Linked DNA regions of Sus scrofa: region 2 is linked to region 1. Evidence: chromatin contacts called from public Hi-C data. All regions are on one chromosome and are shown on one strand. Each heading gives the region's core, a stretch centred on a gene start, on an enhancer-like site or on the middle of the called end of the contact. The rest is flanking DNA. Distances are from core to core; before and after follow the strand shown. Region 1 holds the start of EIF3D (eukaryotic translation initiation factor 3 subunit D). Region 2 holds the start of MYH9 (myosin-9).

The links. A called contact is a pair of places that touch in the nucleus more often than the background predicts.
Region 2: a contact with region 1 is called in a Hi-C map of liver, with 5 times the contacts expected there. The contact joins the promoter of MYH9 here to the promoter of EIF3D in region 1. A contact is called at or near these places in 4 of 47 Hi-C or Micro-C datasets (embryonic fibroblasts, liver and skeletal muscle) and 1 of 2 datasets of contacts at active chromatin or transcription factors (alveolar macrophages).

What each region holds. Positions count from the first base shown.
Region 1 is chr5:11,211,366-11,215,723 of Sscrofa11.1, forward strand. It overlaps EIF3D (eukaryotic translation initiation factor 3 subunit D), which reads left to right and starts at 1,947. Exons shown (of 15, transcript NM_001244723.1): 1 at 1,947-2,421.
Region 2 is chr5:11,363,089-11,367,446 of Sscrofa11.1, forward strand. MYH9 (myosin-9) reads left to right here and starts at 2,515. Exons shown (of 45, transcript XM_021091538.1): 1 at 2,515-2,735.

The DNA of each region.
Region 1 (4,358 bases), core at 697-3,196:
ACGGGCAGCTGGCATGACCCACCTTCTGCTAGACCAGAGCATCCCTCCCTCCATCCCGCCCCCCTTTAAAATCCTTCGGTCGCTTACCTTTATGCTGAGGATAAAATCACACACTGTTCCATGACCTGCACGTTTCCAGATGGCAGCTTACTCTTTCTGGGTCATGCACAGGCTCTTTTCTGCCTTGGACCTTGTCACCTGCTGTTCTCTGGTGCCGGGGACACATCTCCCCTAGATCTTTACCAGCCCGTGTCCTCAACAAACCACCCTTCTGAGTAACCTGGTCATGCCCTCATTCACTCTCTCCCTGGCCACGTGCCTGGTACTATTCCAAGATCTTACGCTAACTCATTTAATTCTCACCACAGCCCCCTGGCATAAAAAGAAAAGCATGACGGCTGGAGCTGAGTGAGAAGAAAATGGCAGAATATAAAGATGAAGGGTAGTGAAGGACCAGACAGGCCACGAGAAGACATTTGCATTTCACTCCAAGTACATAATGGGAAGCTGATGGAAGGCTGTGAATAGATTGCTTTGACCACCCTGACAAGAAGGAACCCTAGAAGGACAAGAGTGGACACTGGGAGTCCAAGCATGAAGCTGGAGATGATGGGGGAAAGTGGCAGCGTTCAAGATTTTTCTTTTCTTTTTTCTTTTTTTTTTTTTTTTTTTTTTTTTTTTTTTTTTTTTTTTTTTTTTTGGCTGCACCTGCAGCATGTGCAAGTTCCATGACCAGGGATCAAACTCGCACCACAGTAGGGATCTGAGCCACAGCAGCAACCATGCCGGGTTCTTAACCCACTGTGCCACCAGGGAACTCCAAAATGTATTTTGAAGAATAAAGAGGACTTATTGAAGGACTGAATGTGGTGGAAAAGGGAAAAGGAACTACCAGTGATGACTACCACATTTTGCAATGAGCACCATTCCATGGGTACCATGAACAAAAATTAGAAAAACTAGAAGATGAGGAAGATGAACAGATCAGGAAAGAACTGTGGAAACACATGCTGCTATTACCATTTGCATTTTACAGGTGAACAAGGTTTAGAGAGATCTAGAACCTATCCAGGTTCTCCCGACTAGTAAGTGGATTCTTCAGTATTTTCACATACATTTATTTTTACCTTCACTGTACCCTCTTATTTTCATCTTCAATTTACAGATAAGGAAACTGAGACCCAGAGATGTGAGGGCTACACAGCTAGTAAGTGGCATGGCCGTGACCAGTTATCAGATCTAATAGCAGATTTATTTTCCAATAAAGAAGACATGCTGAGAGACTGATAAGGAAACTTGGGAGACCAGGTAGAAAAAAATCTGAGGTTTGAACAAAAATCACATGCTCAGATTTTCTTTTAATGTTTTGAAATTCCCCAATAAGACTCCAGAACAAACTCGGTAAGCTGGGAGTTTCTAAAAGGACAGCACCGTACAAGGAGATCCTGCTGAATAGCATTGAGAACTATGTCTAGATACTCATGTTGCAACAGAACAAAGGGTGGGGGAAAAAATGTAATTGTAATGTATACATGTAAGGATAACCTGACCCCCTTACTGTACAGTGGGAAAAAAAAATGAATAAATAAAATAAAATAAAATAAAAAATAATATGTAAAAATGCCATTGTAGGAAAGTGGTTCCTGAGTCACCACTTCAGAATCACAGCTGCTAATAAAAATGCAGGTTCCTGGGCTCCATGGACGTTAGACCCAAAATCTACATTTTTTTCAAATTAACACTCCAGAAATCTTTGTCGAATTATAAGGTTTGACAACCGTAGAGGTATGGTTTAAACCCAGGCAGCCACCCTCCACACTAGCAGTGTGATCTTACGAGGTCACTTTGCATCTCCTGGCCTCAGCTTCCGAAACCGTGAAAAAACCAGGAATCACGACAAAATCTGCCTGAGACGCTCGACCTCCCCCTAGCGGGGAGAATCGAAACACACCAGCGCTAAAAGAAGGTAGGAGCCTGGGGTCGTTGCGGGACACAGAGAGGCCGAAGCGTCCCGCGAGGCATTGTGGGACATAAAGGCGCTGTCAGCCACTCGCCACCTCCAGCTTCAACTGAGAGCCGCCACGTTTTAAAAAACTTGAACGCCTTCTCGGAGCGTCCCCGGATACCCCATGACGTAACGGCAAACATCCTCTGGAGTCTTGCAGCCTCGGAGGCTAATAAGAACACCTCGAAAAGAACACCGATATACTTCCGGGTGTGCCTTCACTTTACGACTCGTGCGTTCCGCCGCCGAACCGGAAGGAAGCTGGCGAGCTATTTACGACATAGCGGGTCGTGTTTACGGCACCGGCCGCTGCGCGCGCATCTCTCCTCCTTTCCCGATTCCTTGAAACGCAGGCTGTGGCGCGGTCTCCGGCCTGCACTATCTCTCGCCATCGGGGCCGGCTAAAGCCGTTGCGGGTGAGTGTCGTGTTCCGTACGGTCCTGCGGATCTCCGGAGCCGACTTGGGCTGCGCCTGGCCTTCCGGGGGGGCTTACCGGAAGAGACCTCTGTACACCCCCTCCTGCTGCCGCTGTCCTTCCACGGGCGGGACAGGTATCGGCCTTCGGGGCCGGACCCAGTGCGGGATGCCGGGCAGTTCCCTGAGGTTGTGGTCCCTGGCCCCAGATAACGCTTAGCGGCCAGGGGGTGGGCGAATGTGATCATATTACTTAACCCAAGTGGGTCTCAGGATCTTTTTAAAGTGGCCCATGGCTCCCTGAGTTTTTATGAGTGAGGTATTGGGGGTGCCAAACCGAGCGGTGTTCGGCCCTGCTCTGAGGAGTTCACAGTCCAAGTTCTCTTACTTTTGTGTGAAATGGAAGTCTAGGATGGAGTAGCGTGATGTCTGATCTGAAACTCCCTACTTTCCAGCAATTGGTGACCGCAGTGGCCGCGAAAACGTACACAGTACTGGGGCCTGCCGGCCACAAGGCCGCCTCTGACTGCCCTGTTGGTGCCTCCTCATCCTGCCTCTGTAGCCAGTACAGCTGTCACTCCCTTTTAACTGAAAGGCTTAGTTTCTCCTGCTGGTTCCATTCTGCTCATTCTTAGATTACGTGTGTTGAAACCAGGTGACTTCTGCCCCCTGGAGAAATGCTGTCAAACCTTGGGCCTGTTTTCCATGAGCTCTGCCAAAACAAGGAGACTTTTTTTTTAAGTGTGTTTGGAGATACTGCCTTCTTGATACGGCCTGAAACCCCAGATCTTTTCAGACTGCTTTTCAGCTATAAAATCATGGGAAGAGCCTTGGACTTGGGCAGACAGCCTTAGAAATCAAATCCATTTTGAAATGATGGGCAGATCAACTGCTCGATTTGGCAGAACTGCCCATTTTTATCCCTAAAATGGGGGGAGAGGAGGTGGGGGGTTAGTGGTGTAGCATCTGACATGTTGTAGGAGCTTGAATTGAGACCATCACCCCTTCACCCGGTCCACTTTCTGAAGTACAATTTAAGTTCAAGTTGGAGGACAGTGCTCCTAGGTTCATTCCCTGTCTCCCAAGTGTCACTTCTGTAGGAAGCCTTGGTTTTCCCACATGGGAAGGAGGAAGAGAGTTTTCTAAATTTAGTACCCTGTGCTCTTTGATTGTTTTCCAGATGCCAAAAAATACTTGTATAATGAATTTTCCCCTGGGAACTGAACTTCTGAACATTTGCAGAGGATTACAGTGGGTGGTAAATGCCTATGCTTTGGTTGGAGGGGTGTTGTTTTGCTTTTTTTAGGGCCGCAGCCTCGGCGTATATAAGTTCCCAGGCTAGAAGTTGAATCAGAGCTGCAGCTGCCGGCCTACGCCACAGCCACAGCCACGGCAACACCAGATCCGAGCCGTGTCTATGATCTACACAATAGCTCACAGCAGTGCCAGATCCTTAACCCACTGAGCGAGGCCAGGGATCAGACCCACATCCTCATGGATGCTAGTCAGATTCGTTTGCGCTGAGCCGCAACAGGAACTCCTGCCTATGTTTTTGATAGGAACTGTCCAGTGAGCATCTTTCTGGAGCCTCTGGTTTTCATTCACCTGAAAGGAGCTCTAGCATCACACAGAAAGGGGACTCTGAAGCCAGTCGGCCTGGGTTCAGATTTTTCATCAATTAGTGTTGTGCCCTTGGGCAGTTTCTTGATTCCTCTGTGCCTCAGTTTTCTTATTTGGAAAGTGGGGATAATACTGGCCCTACCTTGGGATTGTTGGGAGGTGTGAATTTATACGCGTAGTGAGCACTAAGTGTACCTGGTACTCATAATATTTATGAATATTGGCTATATGGCCACTTTTACGTGACCTAAGTTTTCTCATGCCTCCTCAGCCCTCTGGCAAGCCTTTTGCTTGACTCTGGGTCCACTTGCTCTGTGT
Region 2 (4,358 bases), core at 1,265-3,764, 150 kb after region 1:
TACAGAGAAGCGAAAGGAAACAACGGTTGAAATCCTTCTGCCCAGATGTAGCCCTTACTTGTACTTTGCTATAATGCCTTTTAAATCTCATTCTCTCTCTGAGACATATGTCTATTTACACACACATCAGACAGCCCTAACACACACACAAACATGACACAAAAATCCAGTGCAATTCTGCTGTAATAGCACTCTGTAATTTGCTCTTCCTCATTTAGTATATTTTAAATCAGTAAATAGAAACCTGTAAACACTCTTCAATGACCTTCTGGGAATTGTTCAACATATGATGATCATATTTTATTCAGTCTTTTACATTACACATTTATTTCCAATATTTAATGACTATAAACAATGTTGCAAAGAAGAACTTTTAAGCCCATCTTGGTGCATTTTCCCAGTTATTATTTTGTGGTTATCAGAGAAAACTGATCAATTTACCTTTCATTCTGTATCTCTAGAGCTAACAGTGGGTATTTTTATTCTTTTTAAAAAATTTGAGGAGTTCCGTCGTGGCAGAGTGGTTAACGAATCCGACGAGGAACCATGAGGTTGCAGGTTCGATCCCTGGCCTTGCTCAGTGGGTTAACGATCTGGTGTTGCCGTGAGCTGTGGTGTAGGTCACAGACGTGGCTTGGATCCTGCGTTGCTGTGGTTGTGGTGTAGGCTGGCAGCTGTAGCTCTGATTTGACCCCTAGCCTGGGAACCTCCATGTGCCGAGGGAGCAGCCCTAGAAAAGGCAAAATGACAAAAAAAAAAAAAAAAAAAAAAAAATTGATAGGTGAAAAATGGCATCCCATCTAGTTGTGTTTGCATTTTAGATGACTAATTTTTTCGTAATTACTGGCCATGTATATTTCTTTTTCTTTTTTATATAATGATTTTTATTTTTTCATTATAGCTGCTTTATAGTGTTCTGTCAATTTTCTACTGTACAGCATGGTGACCCAGTTATACATACATACATATAGATTCTTACTTCTTTTTATTTATTTATTTAGTCTTTTTGCTATTTCTTTGGGCCGCTCCCACAGCATATGGAAGTTCCCAGGCTAGGGGTCGAATCGGAGCTGTAGCCCTCGGCCTACGCCAGAGCCACAGCAACTCGGGATCCGAGCCGCGTCTGCAACCTACACCACAGCTCACAGCAACGCAGGATCGTTAACCCACTGAGCAAGGGCAGGGACCGAACCCGAAACCTCATGGTTCCTAGCCGGATCCGTTAACCACTGAGCCACGACAGGAACTCCTTACTTCTTCTTTTTAAGTCATCTTTTTCTTTTCGGTCATTTTTATTTTGGAGTTATTTACTTATTTATTTTTTAATGGCCGTAGAAGAGTTCTTTACACATCATTGATAATAATTCTTTGTCACAGAGTTGCAAAATCTGTTTTCCAGTTTTCTCTTGACTTTAGATCGCACTTCTTTTGAAGTTCATTTGGAAGAATAGTTTAGTCATGATCGGAAGAACATTCCAAAAAGAAAGAGTAATGAGAAATTTGCCCCTTTAGATATATAATGTATTATGAAGCTACCATCCTTAAAGCATTGTGGAACTGGCACAGGAACACACAGAAAGATCAATGGATACACCTCAGAAATAGATCCAAGAATATATGAGTTCGGTAGGTGGTGATGGTGTGTGGACAGCTGGCTATCACAAAAATTATGTTAGATTTCTTTCCCACTTCAAAATCAGAATGAATTCCAAATGGATTAAAAATGTAAACAATTCTTTTAAAAATTAAAAAATTTAATCCTCTTGTAGGCAGAAACCGAAAAAAAAACAAAGTGTGCTTTGCCTACCTAGGAAAAAAACCTAAGAAAACATTTTGCAAAAATATCTGAAAGGAAGATAGAGGTAAAGAGCAGCACTCCAGGCTGAGGGAACCCGTTTGAGCAACGGTCTGGAGGCTGAAAGACTCCCGGCCCACTCTAAAAAGAGGGTCAGGGATCGAACTCAGGGCTCCCACAACGGATCCAGGGCTGAGTCCATGTCCGCCCCCACAGGCCATCTTAATTGTAAAACAGCACTTTTCCCATATATGGTACTTCATATGTGTTCTGGTAGGATGACATGGGTCACGGAAATCAGCTCGCGGGGCGGGGTGTCAGAATCCCGGACCTTCCCAGCCTCCTCCCGCCCCACCTCGCCCTGGCTCGGGCAGTGCACCAAAATCCCGGCCTGGAGCCCGCTGAGAGTCTCCTCCTCCTGATTGGACTCTCACTGTGTCAATCCGGTTCCTGGAACCTGGATGCTCTTTGGTTCCGCCCTAGGGGGCGGGGCTCGCGCCTAGGAAGCGCGGGGGAAGGTGCAGAAGGCGGAGGTGGGGGCGGATGGGGAGGATGAATCCCACCCCTCTGGCCCCACAGGCTCCTCCCGCCTCCTTCTTACAGGTCCAGGTGCCTGTCCATCTTAACCACAAGCGGGCTGGAGTGGGTGCAACAGCCTGGGGGGCGTGTACGTCCCTCCAGGCTCCGCCCCACAGCCGGCGCTGGGCTCCGAATGGGCGGGCACTGCGAGGGCGGGGCGGGAAGGAGGCGAGGAGCTGAGCAGGGTGCGGTGAGGCGCGCAGATCACCGCGGTTCCTGGGCAGGGCACCGAAGTCTGAGCGAGGCTGACCTGCTGCAGCTCCCGCCTCGCGCGCTCGCCCCACTCCACTGTCGCCTGAGCTCTAGAGAAAGCCCTCTCGGGAGAAGCAGCTTCAGTTCCCTCGGGCAGATCCAGGTTCAGGTGAGCTAGCCCCACCGGCGGGTCCCGCCCGGGCAGGCGGGCGGGGGCGGGGGCGACGGGAAGCGCGGCGTCTGGAGCAAGCCGGCAGACCTGTGGTTCTCGGCCGCCTCGCGGCCAGTGACCGACTTGGGCGGGCACGAACGCTGCGGGGCCCGGCCGGGGCACTGCATCCTTCGCGGAGAGGGTCCGGGACCCTTGCGCGGGCGCTAGGGGACGGCGCCCCTGGAAGCGAGGCCTCGGGAGCAGAGGAAGTCTTCGGGGCCGGGCGCTCCCCGGAAACCCCCAATCCTCTCCACTCTCCCGTCGGCGCACTCCGCCTGCCGGGCACCCGGCAGCCTCGACCTACCCCAGCTGCCGGGGCACGGGCCCCGCCCTCGCCTCGCCCAGTGCCCAAGTTAGGCAAACTTTTTAACCCCTTCCGGGAGCCTCTGTGCCTCGGACCCAGCCGCGTGGGTGAGAGTAGGGAGGGGGGTCTTGGAGCCCGGGCTTCTTTGGAAGTTTCCAGGCGTTTTCGAAACCGAGGTAACGGACAGACAGGGACCGTTTGGCAGCTGTCAGGGCGTCCTACTGACTCAGAATCGGACAATCCTGCAGCAGACATTGAGCTCCGCTCAGTTTCCGCCCTCCGCTACCGACTTCCTTATTTGCCCGTCTGTGATCGGCAGGGGGAGGAGGGGGACCGGGCGAGGTGCGGGTGGGTGCACCGGGAAGAGGGACCTGGCGGGGATCCGGGCTCGAGGAAGGAAAGACTTGCCTTTCCCCCGCTGACCCTCATCCTTTGACTTATCCCCGGGAGAGACAGGCCCGGGAAGGCCCGCAGCCATCTCCGAGGTCCCGGCGCGCACCTGATTCCACCGCACCTGCGGGCCGACCCACCGGGGCGGGGGCGGGGAGAGCTGCTCCCAGCTCCTTCACGACCTGGCCTGGGCTGTTGCATCGTCCCTGTTTGGGCCAGATCCAGGGCTTTCTACTTATCCCCCACCCCCACCCCGTCAATTTCCCTGGGCTGGGTGCTCACCCCTTGCTGTCCTGGGGCCGCGCCCAGGGCAGGACTGCACCCCCCCCTCCCAGCTCTCCCAGAGCCCCGGCGTCTCAAACGGAGACCGAGAACCCCGCTGGACCACGTTGCCGGCTGTGTTGAGTTGGGGGCAGGGTGAGCGCTGGGGTTGTTGTCTGTGGCCCCACCCAGCCGGTGTGGGGAGAAGGTTCCTGGGAAGTCCCAGGTCCTGGAGACCGGCGGCTCTCTCCGCTGGGTAATTGAGAGGCCCAGTCACTTCTTGGTTCACTGCACCCTTTCCTGGCTTTAACAGGATTGCAAAGTAACTGTTGAGTAACTTGAAGGAGAAGAGCTATAGCGCCTTCCTGCAACACTGTGGCCGTTTCAGACTCTGCTGTCTACAACCCCAGTGGGTAGTTTATTCCCTTTTGGGAAGGAGGGAGGCTGCTTTAAGGCCTATTTAGACAATCGCTTGATTAATATTAGTCGGTTTATATACGAGGCTCCTGGGGTGGGGGAAGGGCACACAGATGTGTAATTGAGCAAATATTTAACGGGCTTCTCTGTGCCAGGGACTTTGCCAGGTGGTGGGGGCTGTGAGGTTGAGTAAGACCTGGCCCCTGCCC